3 separate regions of the Mus musculus genome follow, and regions 1 and 2 are each linked to region 3. Evidence: chromatin contacts called from public HiChIP or PLAC-seq data. All regions are on one chromosome and are shown on one strand. The core of a region is the stretch at or near the end of the contact, and the rest is flanking DNA. Distances in the headings are between cores, read along the strand shown.

Region 1 (4,508 bases), core at 1,916-4,415, 150 kb after region 3:
TACACACATGGAAAAAAACAGAGGCAAAGAAACACAGAGAACACTGCTGCGAAGAAAACAGTGTCTCACAGAAGACTAAAATATCTGGGGAGATAGCAACAGTGGCTGTGTTACTTGGAGTGTCAGCCATTTCTCCCCTTACTTCCTGTTCTTGTTCTCAATGTGGGAATATTAAAAGAGGTTGCATTACTTGAGTGGGAGTCACAGTTCTTGGAGACACATACCTGTGTCTTCCCTCCATGTGCCACTAAAATATGTGTTTTTCCATAGCACATGCTTCCCCCCCCCCCCCGGGGTGGGGAGGGCAGCTTTCCATTTTAGTGTGAGATAGGCAAAGGAAGGGGAGGTGGAAAAGACAGTTAAGGCCGTCGGAATCCTTTTCCCTCCACATAAGACACTGGAGTTGTACGTGTTTGGGGAGGCTTTTCTGGTGACTTATAACTGGACAATCCAATGGAGAGTGATGTGTGCCAGGGAGCCCAGAAAGGCTTTTACATATGACCACTCACTTGGCCTGAGAGTTGGTCCATGTAATTGGGAGCACCATCCTTGTTAGTGGACAAGAGAAATGGGGTGTAGAGAGGGGAATTGCCCTGAGTTTACTTGACTGGTAGGAGATGAGAAGGAGGTAGAATTGATCAGCTTGCATCAAGAGCCCTTCTTCTTAGGCTCCCAGTGAAGTTTAGAAATGGGATCACACCTAGTATATACAGACCCTGCCACAGAAGCTGCATCTTCAGTCTCCAAGTACTGGGGTTACAGAGACACTGGGCAGCATGGCTGTCCGTCGTGGGAGTAGGTCACATACTCACAGTTTCAGTAAAGGATTGAGTTAAAGTAGATGAGACAAATGACAAGGCTAGTCTTCACCGGGCTCAAGCAAGCAATGCTGGTTCTGCCTCAGCTTCGCCCAGCAGTTTCTACTTCAGTCTGGCTGTATCAAGCCCTTGATGCTAGCCATAAAAGCATGGTATGGGTCCCTACATTCAATTTCATTGTTTGGAGCCAGAATCAATTAAAAGACTCTTTCATAGATTACATTAATAGGGGTTTGGCAACAACAAGAATATTGGTGACATCATGAATGGTAGCACCTGAGGAAGAAAGGTGACATTAAAAGGTTGGACTCCAGAGTCAGGCGCTCGCTCTTGACTTTGACCTTCACAATTCTGCCACTTGTTAACTGCATAATCACAGGCAAATGACAACTCTTCCCTCAGGTGTCATTTTATCTCAGTCCTCACTGCTGAGCACACACAGGCAATGATGAAAGTCACAGAAAGACTGTCCTGAAGGTAAGGAATGTTGCTTGCGGGTGAAGCTGTCAGGAAGGGCTTCCTGCAGGAGGTGACATCTGAGCTGTGGTAACTGTCTTCATGGCTGAGGACAGTACTAACTTACACCTCTTCAACACTCCTCCCCTCCCCCAACACACACACAAGCATGCGCGCGCACACACACAAACACACATAAAGACACACATACTCTACTACTCAGCTATTAAAAAGAATGAATTTATGAAATTCCTAGCCAAATGGATGGACCTGGAGGGCATCATCCCGAGAGAGGTAACACATTCACAAAGAAACTCACACAATATGTACTCACTGATAAGTGGATATTAGCCCCAAACCTAGGATACCCAAGATATAAGATATAATTTGCTAAACACATGAAACTCAAGAAGAATGAAGACTGAAGTGTGGACACTATGCCCCTCCTTAGATTTGGGAACAAAACACCCATGGAAGGAGTTACAGAGACAAAGTTTGGAGCTGAGATGAAAGGATGGACCATGTAGAGACTGCCATATCCAGGGATCCACCCCATAATCAGCATCCAAACGCTGACACCATTGCATACACTAGCAAGATTTTATTGAAAGGACCCAGATGTAGCTGTCTCTTGTGAGACTATGCAGGGGCCTAGCAAACACAGAAGTGGATGCTCACAGTCAGCTAATGGATGGATCATAGGGCTCCCAATGGAGGAGCTAGAGAAAGTAGCCAAGGAGCTAAAGGGATCTGCAACCCTATAGGTGGAACAACATTATGAACTAACCAGTACCCCGGAGCTCTTGACTCTAGCTGCATATATATCAAAAGATGGCCTAGTCGGCCATCACTGGAAAGAGAGGCCCATTGGACTTGCAAACTTTATATGCCCCAGTACAGGGGAACACCAGGGCCAAAAAGGGGGAGTGGGTGGGCAGGGGAGTCGGGGTGGGTGGATATGGGGGACTTTTGGTATAGCATTGGAAATGTAAATGAGCTAAATACCTAATAAAAAATGGAAAAAAAAAAGACACACATACTCACACACACGCACACACAAACACCCTGCCACACATTTACATTTTTATCAGCATATATTCATTATATTTAGTCCTGGATTTCATAAGGGCATTCTTTTTTTTTTAAATGAAGGTTTTTGTTTGTTTGTTTGTTTGTTTGTTTGTTTTTTAGTATCAAATAAAGTTTATTTAGGGCATGGGGAAGGGAGTTGAGAGGGAGAGAGAGAGAGAGAGAGAGTGAGAGAGAGAAGAGAAGAGAAGAGAGAGAGAGAGAGAGAAAGGAGTAGAGGCTAACCATGAGTACATGGAGAGAGATGGGGAGCAGAATGGGGAGAGAAGGCTCAGAGAGGGAAGAGAAGAGAGCAAGAGAAGAGAGTGAGCCACAGTGAGGTTTTAAAGATTAGGGCAGCCTCTGAGGGAAGCATAGGTCATTGAGTTCAGCAATAGCCTTTCTTCTCTCCATCTCTGTACAATACCCCAGAGCTGTCTAACAAAGGCTCTGCAGAGCAGGGGGATAAGGTGGGTGAGACCCTCCTACTCTCCATCTTTCTAGTGTCTTTGAGTCCATTTTAATTGTTAAAACTCTATAAAGGTATGTCAGAGAGCCATTTTACTCCCACTCCGGTGACATAAGGGCATTCTTATAAGGATACATTGTACTTATTCTCTCCTATTGCATTTATGCATATAGGATATTATGCACCTACATAAAGTCAAGCATCCACAGAGGAGATGAAAGTGTGTGATATTTGTTTTTCTGCCACCTTTCAAATGGTAATTTTGGCCCGGCATGATGCTAAAGACTTCTCAGGTTCTCCCTTTCTCAGAGGCGCCTTGCATTGTTTATCTTCTTTTCTACAAGGATAGCCTGAAGCCATCTCCAAGGTCAAGACAACACCTTCAAGGTCACAGAGACAGCAAAGAGCTGAGTCATATCTCCCTGACTGCATTCAGAAAAGACACACACGTGTTACTTTTTCTCTAGGTGTGAAGTTGACTTGTAGCTTACTCTCTACTTTGTTATGATTTAAAAGGCCATCTGTCTCCATCGCTGATACATCTGCTGTTGGCATTCCAGTTTTGCTAACTTGTTTGTGTCATGTGGAGTTGCAGAGGTCTCTCAGCATCTCTGCCCAGTAGTTCATGGTATATGCACTTGTACAAGTGCATATGAACCCCAAAGCTAGCCTTTGGTACATTGGTAACTTCCACTATTCTGAGAGTTCAGGTGTCTGAATTATCAGAAGTGCATACATGCCTACTGAAGCTTCATTTAATTGACAACACACAGCTCCTGCTACACTTAGGAAAGTTTTCCCAGCCTAGCAACAAAAAGGCTTCACAGAAGGAGTCGCTCTGCATTCATTATTAAGATGTTTTCTGATGCTGCTCTTCAATAACAAAGGACAACTTGAGTCAGCCTGAGCAAGAAACAATTTGTTGGAAGGATGCAAGGACATCTAAGAGACCCTAGGGAATGAGCCAGTTCTAAGCAAATGAAATCAAATTTAAAAATGGGCTGCTCCAGGGACCCAAATAGAAGGAGTTTATGATTTATTCATTTTGAGTTCTGCAATGGAATCCCTACAGCTGGGCTTGGCAGGCTTTTCCTCTAGAAGAAAGCATTTTTCCTGTACCCCAGTCACTTGCTACAGTCTACCTTACACCTGTTCAAAAGACCACAAGCTAGCCAGGTCCAATTCAAAGTTTGTATTTTTAAACATGACTTATAGTTTGGCAAATGTATAGTCTGTTGTGAGAGTGTATTGGTACATCATTTCTCTAAATAAATAAATAAATAAATAGGAAATCCAACCTTAATTTTGTAGGACCTAAGAAATTATTTGATATAAATACTTTAATGATGGTACTTGGGTTTTAGAATGTCAGTGGTATTAACATCTGATTTACGAAATAACTCTAATAGCTGGTTCTCCCCCTTCTCCTTTTCCTTCCTTCATTTTGTTCACTCTTCCCATGATGCCCTGTGTAGAGATGATACCTAGGGACTCTGTGAACACTGGGCAACTGTTTTACTGCTGATCTGCATGGCTCCTGCAGTTCACTTAACTATTTCCTTATTTTATAAGCTTAAAAATTGTATGGGATACCTAAAACTTAGCTTTATTTTCTATAATTCTATAAAATAAAGCAATAATTAAACAAACAAAAAGATGTATAGTGAGAACTGAGTGAATCCATAGTGTCTAGTCCA
Region 2 (4,375 bases), core at 1,493-3,992, 220 kb after region 3:
GTAATTTTTCATTCCCGAGTTCCATTCCCGAGTTAGTCTAGTGTATGGATCCACGTGCTCTCTTTCAGTATTTTCCTATTATAAGTGCTTTTTAAAATTGAATTTTGACATGGCTTAAGCCTTCCGCCAGTGTTCCAACAGTCCAAGGGCATCCTTGACCAAGATCAAGGGTTTAGAATTCAGCAAGATTGTAAAAGCTAAGTCACTCCCTTACACAGGAATTTACCATCACTTAAAAAGAAGGAAGTTTCAGACCAGAGAAACCAGAATAGATACTATAGCAGAGTTACACCCATACACACGTATTTACAATGGCCTAAGGGGAAGGTGGACTATACAAGAGACTAAAATAGGAACTGTGGCAAGGACGCGAAGCCCTTGACCCTGGCTTCTAAGATTAGTGAATTTTAGGTGGAGCCCTTGTTGATCCCAGCTGTTATCAATGTATTCTATCCTGGGTGGTTCCCGTTAGACCTTTTGTGTTTACATTCCTCTGTTTTATGTAAGATTCCGGTTACCTCAACTGTACCTTGCGAATATGTCACCCAACTTCCTTATTGTCCTCTGCATAAAAAGTCTGATGCTCGAGTTGTAAAATTACATTCAGATTCCACACAAACTCTCCTGCGTGTGTGTCTGTCTGTCATTCATCCACGCTTTGCCCACCCGCGTCGAGAGACCCCATTCCACGCAGACACAGGGACCCAGAAGGTCTGCGGCATCTATCTATCTATCTATCTATCTATCTATCTATCTATCTATCTATCTATCTATCTATCTATATTCATTCAGTAAATATTTGTTAGGCACTTATTCCGCACCAAACACTGAACTAAAGCAACACTAGAGACAAAGCCTCTCCATCCTGTACAGAGCTCATTTTGACAAGGTAGATGGTGAGAAGTACAGCAAAGCAGAGGAGGGAAAGGGACGCAGAGAGTTCATATAAGATGCTCAGGGATGGGCTCTACCATCTGGTGATGGAGCTGGAGAGAGAAGGTGCAGAGACGACCGTGAAGATGATGCTGGAAGGAACTGGGCTTGGGCAGCTGCCTCACTCCATGTGCTGTTGGGGACTTGGGATTTCCCCTGGATGAGAACACCAGTACTGTGAACAGAGTTCTCCTCAGCACCGTTCTGGTGTGTGTGTGTGTATGTGTGTGTGTGTGTGTGTGTGTGTGTGTGTGTGTGTGTGTGTATTTGTGTGTGTGTGTTGGGAGGAGGCAAAGATGGAAGCAGATTGACCAGTAGGGAGGCCATCATTACATTTTAAAGGCAAGGAGTTTGGGGGCCACTGTACTCATTTCTTTTTGTTGTGGCTGCTGTGACAAAAACAACCTAAGGAAAGAAGGAGTCCACCGCAGTGTTAATTCACAAGGTGTTGAGGCAGAAAACACAGAAATGAGTGTTAGAGATCAGCCGAATTTCTCATTTTCATTCAGTTGGAGAGAACAGACATGAAATGCTACCACCCACGGTCAAGGTGAGTTTTCCCTCCTCATGCTGATCTAGATAATCCCTTGCAGGTACGTCTGGGAGCTTGTCTCCCAAGTGACTGTCGGTCTTGTCCAGTTGACAATTAATGTTAATTATTAAAGCCACAGCACGGTGCAGAGAGAAGCAGCTGGGTTCTCATTCTGCATAGTAAGCAGATTGAGTAGAGAATTACAGAGACAAGAATGACAAAGTTCTTAATCTTCCGCTGTTCAATATGGATAAGCCAGCTTGGTAGCCTGGGTCCTATGCCACATGTCCTGTGTCCCATCTCTTCCTGGACAGAGTGAACAGTGCTACCTCAAATCTGTACTTGCCAGCTGTGTTCCTCTGGCAAGTAAGTAGACGTCTCTGATCCATGTCTTTTTAAATTTATTTTTATTTTGTTCTAAATGATGACATGTCTATGTGAATTTAGCTTTGTATGAGCGCAATGCTTGTGAAGCCAGAGGAGTTGTAATATCCTCTGGAATTGGAACTACAGATGGTTGTGAGTTGCCTGATGTGGGTACTGGCAACTAAACTCTGGTCCACTCCAAGAGCAAAATATGCTGCTAAGCACTGAGCCATCTTCCCAGCTTTGACCCACAGATTCACCTGTAATGTAAATTCAATCAGTACTCTCAAAAAGTACTGTGGGGGTAGAGGAACTGGAGGGGAGGGAATGGGACTGGATTTGATTAAAGCACCTTATATGTTGAAATAAAATTCTCAAACAACAGCAGAAAAAAAGAAGAAAAAGAAAAAAGAAAGAAAGAAAGAGAGAGAGAGAGAGAGAGAGAGAGAGAGAGAAAGAAAGAAAGGAAAAGACCTTTTATGGGGATGGATGGGTTTGGTCACACGATTCAGGCCACCTTCCTTGGAGCCTTGCATGTAGGCTAGGTATTTGGACCTAAGTCTTATTTAGAGTCATATGGGCTTAAATTGATGAACGAATAAGATGGTTTATCCACATTAAAGAACATCAGAGAATTATGAAATTTAATCCAGGGACCACTGACCTCACCTTGAGACCACAGAAGCTCTGAGATTGTGTTCATCTGTTACTGTGGAGATACAGCAGAGACCAATCAATTGGGAGGAAGCCAAGGTCAAGATCACTCAACCACTTGGTCAAGACATTTAGATTTCCACCCTCCTCCCACCCAGTTTACTTGCTTTCGAGGTCGGGGAAGGGGCAAATGAAAGGGCATGGAGGCACTGAGCAGTGAACACCCCCACTCATCCTGGGCTTCACTTTCATTCTTGCCTCGAATCTCTCCGGGGCTATAGGAAACTGCATGGTGTCCTCCTACACAGACACAGCACATTCTGGGGCTAGGGAGTTTCTGTCATTGGAGGTTGCTTATTGTAATGCTACCTTTTGGCCTTTCCCAAGCTGGTGTCTGTTCAGATAGACAGCTGCCTTGTTATTGTGAGCAGCATTAACACATACCACAGCTTGGTTTTTCTTGGGGGGGGTGAGGTGGGGGGGAGGATTAGGATGAGAAGGACTAGAGTTCTCTGTTGCTATGTCCTATCTCCTCTATGATATAACTGTTCTCTCAAGTCTGCGCTGTTTCTTCCCCATCATTTTCCATTGAACCTATTCCACAGGGGAATAGGTTCATCAAAACTGTACAAGATCACTGTGGTTGTCTTGAAACACTTTCCTCCATCGAGGGTCCAGATTCATCCTCTGTCCTTTACAGCTTGGCTTTGTATTCTTCCTTAAACCACGGGACCTTCGCACATGCAGCTCTCTCTTCTAGTGGGAGGCACTTAAGGAAATGAAGCATTCGGGAGCAATGTGCAGTCAGATACACCCAACCAAGCCCTGCTCCCCACTTGTGTGACCTTGGGAGTTCATAGTCATTCCTGGTTTTTATTTAAATTTGTCTACTTTCAACACTCCCAAAAGCCTGCATCCTCACCAGCTGAACATGAATCACCCCCATACTGAGTGCACAATAAGGTGTCATGTTCTGTGCTTAGTATCAGCAGCAGCACCACTGGAGCCCCAAAAAAGCCCAACTAATTATAAGCCTGTGTTCTGCGCTGTTATTATTTGAATGTAACAAAGGCACCTGCCACGTTAATTATGCCCTTCTAATAAACATCTCCAGGCAGTCGGTGGGGGGGAGGGGCTGCATGTTGAAAAGGCAGGTCTTGGCATCACATTGTCAATTCCCTGGGTTCTATGATGTGTTCATTCACATGCAGCTCCTCCGGCCTCCATCCAGACCATCAGGGATGATTCACTGGCTAAACTGCACAAGAGGGAAGGAATCCAGAAGAACAGTTACAGAGGGAGAATCTGGGAGGTCCTCCCTGCTTCCTTACACAGGGAGAATCTGGGAGGTCCTCCCTGCTTCCTTACACAGGGAGAATCTGGGAGGTCCTCCCTGCTTCCTTACAGAGAGAGAATCTGGGAGGTCCTCCCTGCTTCCTTACACAGGGAGAATCTGGGAGGTCCTCCCTGCTTCCTTACACAGGGAGAATCTGGGAGGTCCTCCCTGCTTCCTTACACAGGGAGAATCTGGGAGGTCCTCCCTGCTTCCTTACAGAGAGAGAATCTGGGAGGTCCTCCCTGCTTCCTTACAGAGGGAGAATCTGGGAGGTCCTCCCTGCTTCCTTACAGAGAGAGAATCTGGGAGGTCCTCCCTGCTTCCTTACACAGGGAGAATCTGGGAGGTCCTCCCTGCTTCCTTACAGAGGGAGAATCTGGGAGGTCCTCCCTGCTTCCTTACAGAGAGAGAATCTGGGAGGTCCTCCCTGCTTCCTTACACAGGGAGAATCTGGGAGGTCCTCCCTGCTTCCTTACACAGGGAGAATCTGGAAGGACCTCCCTGCCTTGTGTGTTCAAAGTGACAATTTTACACTGAGGATGGGGGTGTGTGGA
Region 3 (4,863 bases), core at 16-2,515:
ATTTTCTCAATTGCTGATGGCTTTGGAGGGACTAGCCCACTGTGGGCAGTGCCATCCCTGGGCATATGGGCTTGGGCTGTATAAGAACGAGAGCTGAACAAGCCAGGAGAAGCAGTCCAATGAGTTGTGTTCCTCCATGGCCTCTGCTTCAGGTCCTGTCTCCATGTCCCTGTCTCAGCTTTTGTCCCTGGTTTCACTTGAGGACAAACTGCAACTTGTAAGCCAAGTAACCAAGTAACCTTTCGTCCCTGCAGCTTGGCTTTGGCCAGTGCTTTGTCATAGAGACAGAAAGCAAACTAGATCTGAAGTTGGTACCAAGAGATGCAGGACCATGGAACAACAGCCAAGGTCACTGGCAGGAGTGGAGTGGAACTGGCCTTAGCCTACAGGACACGTGACTTTGTATGGACACAGATTTTCATTTCTCTTGAGTGAATAGCTAGATGGGCAATGACTGCATCATAAGTGCATGTGATTGTCAAAGTTGTAGCTGCTACGGTAGGAAGGTAATAGTATATCTTGGTTCTCCCTAATGGCCAATGACATGGAACACCTATGTCTGTGTCATGTTATTATATGTATGAACACACACACACACACACACACACACATATTACTTTAAAAAACATTTTCTCCCTTCCCTGTCCTTCTTCAATTCCTCCCATATTCTGTTCTTTGCAGTCTTTGAAATTCAGGGCCTCTTTTCTTCATTAACTGTTATTATATGCACATATGTATATACATATATTTCTAAATATAACCTGCTTATTCTGTATAACAGATGTGCTTTTGTTGTTGTTGTTGTTGTTGTTGTTGTTTTTCTTCAAGACAGGGTTTCTCTGTGTAGCTTTGGCTGTCCTGGAACTCACTCTGCAGACCAGGCTGGCCTCGAACTCAGAAATCCACTTGCCTCTGCCTCCCAAGTGCTGTGATTAAAGGCATGCACCACCACCACCCAGCAACAGATATGCTTTTAATTTAATTTTTAATTTAAGTGTTTGCTAAACTGTTTTGCTCATTTAAGAAGCATTTTAAATAAACATTATTATTACTGTATGTATATATATGATGTGTGTGACAGGTGTGTACATACTCGTGTGTGTGTGTGTGTGTGTGTGTGTGTGTGTGTGTGTAGGTCAGAGGACCACACTGTGGAGTCATCCCTTAAACGGATCCCAGGGAATGAAATCCAGATCACCAAGTTCATCCAGTGCTGCCTTTTTCTGCTGAGTCATCTCACCAGCCTAACTTCTCTTTTTCTGCTGAGTCATTTCACCAGCCTAACTTCCCTTTGAGTCTTCAGGGTTCCTTAAATGATCTGGACACAAGTCCTTGGTCGGCATCTGTCTCACAAAATTTTGCTTCAGGTGGTTCTTTTTATTTCTGTAAGGATGTCCTTTGAAGGTATAACATTTTAAACTTGGGCAAGAGCTATGTTTTTTTTTTGTTTTGTTTTGTTTTGTTTGTTTGTTTTTTTCCTGGATCTTGTTTTTGGTATCATGTCTGAGAAACCCAAGGTTGCAAAGGTTTCATTCTGTTTGTTTTTGTTCTCTTGAGAAATTTCACAGTTTAACATTTTATGCCTAAGCGTGTGATCCATTTTGATTATTTTTATAGGCATGTGAGACATGAATCAATTAAAAGTAACTTTATTGTTTTAAATTATGTATGTGTGTGTGTGTGTGTGAATGTCTATATGTAGGTATGTGCACATGAGTGCAGGTGCCTACAGAGGTTGTGGGAATCTGTAATCTTAGAGAATATAAGATGACCTGAAAGACCATCCCCCCAGAAGGTTGTGTTGAGCACTCCCTTCCTGTGATGTCCCAGCCAAACAAGCTTTACAAGAAAGCAAGGCAGGTGCAGCTAATGACCAAGAATGTTTAGTTCCCTCTTCTGGTGACTAAGACCTCACCACACCCAGGGCCATCAATGCTGGTTAAGGAAGGTCATGAAAGACACTTGTCTCTCTGGAAGGGAGAGGCTAATTACCATTTCTAAAGGGGGGAAAGAAAAAGTCAGCTGGGGCCAACAATGGGCTTAAACCAACTCTTGTTGTTATCAAGGCCTTCCCTTAAACTGTATAAAAAGTGTGGGCCTAGGAGATTCAGGGTCACCTCTGCCCCTATTGCAGGATGGCCCCCGGCACACCTGATCAATAAACCTCATTTTTATTGCATCGATCTCCGTCTCTGTGTTTCTGTGAGTGGGACATCCTGGACTAAGGCTCATTGGGTCTTACAAGGTCAGAAGAGTTGGATGCCTTGAAACTGGAGTTACAGGTGATTGTAAGTTGCTTGATGTGAGTGCTGGGAATTACACTCAGGTCTTTTGAAAACCTTTGAAATGGTAGTTGGTGCTCTAACCACTGCCAATTTTCCTCTAAGTGCTAGATAGACAGGTTGATTGATGACTGTGTTTGAGTCTGCTGTAAGCCTGTTCATATTCTGAGCTCTGGTTATATTAATTTATGGAGAGAAGTTCCGACTATGATTATGGACTTGTCTATTTTTTGTGACATTCTCTCTGGTTTGGCTTTATAAAATTCTGAAACAAAAAATTGTTCTATGTGCTGAACGTTTCATACTGTTATGTCCTCTTGATGGACTGAGCCCATATCTTCATGAGATGAATTCACACTCTCTGCAATCCACACTGTATCACTAGCAGTTACCCCGGTTCTCTCCTGGCTGGTGTAAGCATACTGCATCCTTTTATCTGTGCTCTCACAGGATGGATTTTTTTACCCTAGATCTTTTTGGTCAGGGTTAGCATGGTATATCTTCCTCACCCTATCATTTTTTTGAACTAGAGATAGCATTACATTCCCCCTAACTTTTACTTTAATGTACAGTCAGGGATGTAGTTTAAGCACCATGTGTTTCAAATTTTTTCTGAATGTTGGACATCTCTGCTCCTGTGTGTTCTCCAGCTAGCATTCCCTCTAATCTTATTACATGGCTCTTTTCCCTCAGTGCCCCAATTAGTACTTGGTGGAACTCTTAGGGGTTCCCTCTGCATCTCTAAATGTATGGTATTGTTCTCCCCTGACTTAAAGGTACCCCATATTTAGTTTTTAATAAGATAAATGTCATGCATCTGTGTATGAATTTAAAAAATCTACATCTAATAATGATAATTATTAGATTATCATAATATGATAATTGTTAATATTATCACCATTATTGTCATTATCATCATCATCATTTTAAAAGCGTCTTAGTATTTTAGAAGAGTTTTCATTGTGTAGTTCAGGTTGGCCTTGAACTAACGACCTTCTTGTTTTAGCCTTCTGAGTGCTGGGATTTTAGATGAGCACCACCATGCCCAGGTCTCTGGATGTAATTTTCAGTATACTTTCCCTACCTAGTGTTTGCTGACCATTTTGGATCTGTAGACTGATATTTCTCTGTTAATTTTGATGAATTCTGACATCACTCTTTCCGGCATTGTACGGAGCCATTTTCTCACTTTGTCATGGCTTAGATCTTCAAAGCAACAGTGTGTTGAAGTTTGGCTCCTAATTTGGTGCTCTCCTGAAAGAGAGTTGAGCCCTTAGGGACCAGTGCCTAGTGGAGGGAAGTTATGCCACTTGCTTGAAGGAGACTTGGGGTCTAAGCCCCTTTCTGTCTCCCTTTCCCTCAGGGCCACATAAAGTTGCCCACTTCTTTCACTATGCACTTCTCCCATGTTCTGCCTCACCTAAAACAACAGGATGAGCAACCTAGACTGAAACATCTGAAATAATGGGCCAAAGTGAATGGTTTCATGTCATAACTTGATTGTGTTAAGTACTTCATCAACAGAGCTCCGACAACACACCTTTTCCTTCCAAGATGCCAGTGAAAATATACGGTATCGTCTGACATTGTCTGACCTGTCCCTAACAGTGTATAAAAAGACTCCCATTCTTTATTTGCTTTGTTTGGATAATTTTATTTTGTTCGAGACTGTTTCTCTAGCCTGAGCTAGCCTCTTCTAGTCCATGCCCTTCCTGTTCCACACTCTCAAGTGCTCAGATCCCACAGGTATGTCATCAGCTGGCTTTGATTTGAGGGGCCCCCTCTGCCTGCTGTTTCTCTGCAGTTATGGAGAACTCATCTTTGGCTTTCTTGGCCGATCGATCTGTCAATCAATATCTAAAATGCATCCATTCTTCCTCATGCATATGCCTCACTTGTTACTAATTGTAAAGTTTGATTCTATAATCCACTTACTGAAGGGCTGGGGAGCCCTTCAGCTTTGATATATTCTGCTGTTCTAAATGCTATCAGATACAAAAATCTATTGCTATTATAATATGATAATAATCGTATAATACATTACTATTAATTATTGTTGTTGCTCTCCATGCCTTTGCGTAATCACTTGGCTCTGCCTGGCCATCCTGTTCCACCTGACTCACCTCCAGCCCTGCAGCCTCCCTAGCAAGGTCGCAGAGAATTTGAAGAGCAGCCTTCAGCTCCATCCTGCTGACCTTCCTAAGGGGTCACACTGGCTTGCTGTGAAGCTGCTCCTGCGGCCAGGCTGTAGCCTTGGATGGAGTCCCGATTAGAGATTATTTATTTCTTTCCTGATAAGCCTTTCGTATCTGTGACATTTATTTTCCAGGAAATTGGTTTCCTGCTTGATGTCTGAGGAGGCATTTGCTAAGATTCAGCCTCACCAAAAATCATGATGCTGATGACAATGGCGGCCGCCCTCTGCCAGGTACTTTGCCTACATTACCTCTAATCCTTCCCGCATTCCCGCCCGGCAAATATTATCTCAGTCTTGCAGCTATCCTTTATTTACACCCCACTACATTCTAGGACAGTTTATAGAAGGCTTTATGAGGATTCACAAAACATATCCTCAAAGCAA

What was found. HiChIP or PLAC-seq counts read pairs in DNA pulled down with a chosen protein or histone mark.
Region 1: a contact with region 3 is called in an Esrrb HiChIP or PLAC-seq map of embryonic stem cells, with 6 times the contacts expected there. The contact joins two enhancer-like sites. A contact is called at or near these places in 7 of 484 Hi-C or Micro-C datasets (embryonic stem cells, immediate neuronal precursor and olfactory sensory neurons) and 6 of 115 datasets of contacts at active chromatin or transcription factors (embryonic stem cells and epiblast stem cells).
Region 2: a contact with region 3 is called in an H3K27ac HiChIP or PLAC-seq map of embryonic stem cells, with 30 read pairs. The contact joins two enhancer-like sites. A contact is called at or near these places in 8 of 484 Hi-C or Micro-C datasets (all in embryonic stem cells), 9 of 115 datasets of contacts at active chromatin or transcription factors (all in embryonic stem cells) and 1 of 9 other capture datasets (embryonic stem cells).

The regions. Positions count from the first base shown.
Region 1 is chr16:9,281,501-9,286,008 of GRCm38.p6, forward strand. All of the region lies in intron 1 of Gm41418 (a long non-coding RNA gene), which reads left to right. Among named protein-coding and RNA genes, the nearest start is that of Gm41418, 3.8 kb to the left of the region's middle. Within about 2 kb of position 3,166, at least 6 of the 459 cell types and tissues checked have an H3K27ac peak or open chromatin away from gene starts, as enhancers often do. A contact at or near this core is called in embryonic stem cells, where this site is marked.
Region 2 is chr16:9,351,224-9,355,598 of GRCm38.p6, forward strand. No RefSeq gene overlaps it. Among named protein-coding and RNA genes, the nearest start is that of Gm41418, 73 kb to the left of the region's middle. Within about 2 kb of position 2,743, at least 10 of the 459 cell types and tissues checked have an H3K27ac peak or open chromatin away from gene starts, as enhancers often do. A contact at or near this core is called in embryonic stem cells, where this site is marked.
Region 3 is chr16:9,131,071-9,135,933 of GRCm38.p6, forward strand. No RefSeq gene overlaps it. Among named protein-coding and RNA genes, the nearest start is that of Gm30567, 79 kb to the left of the region's middle. Within about 2 kb of position 1,266, at least 26 of the 459 cell types and tissues checked have an H3K27ac peak or open chromatin away from gene starts, as enhancers often do. A contact at or near this core is called in embryonic stem cells, where this site is marked.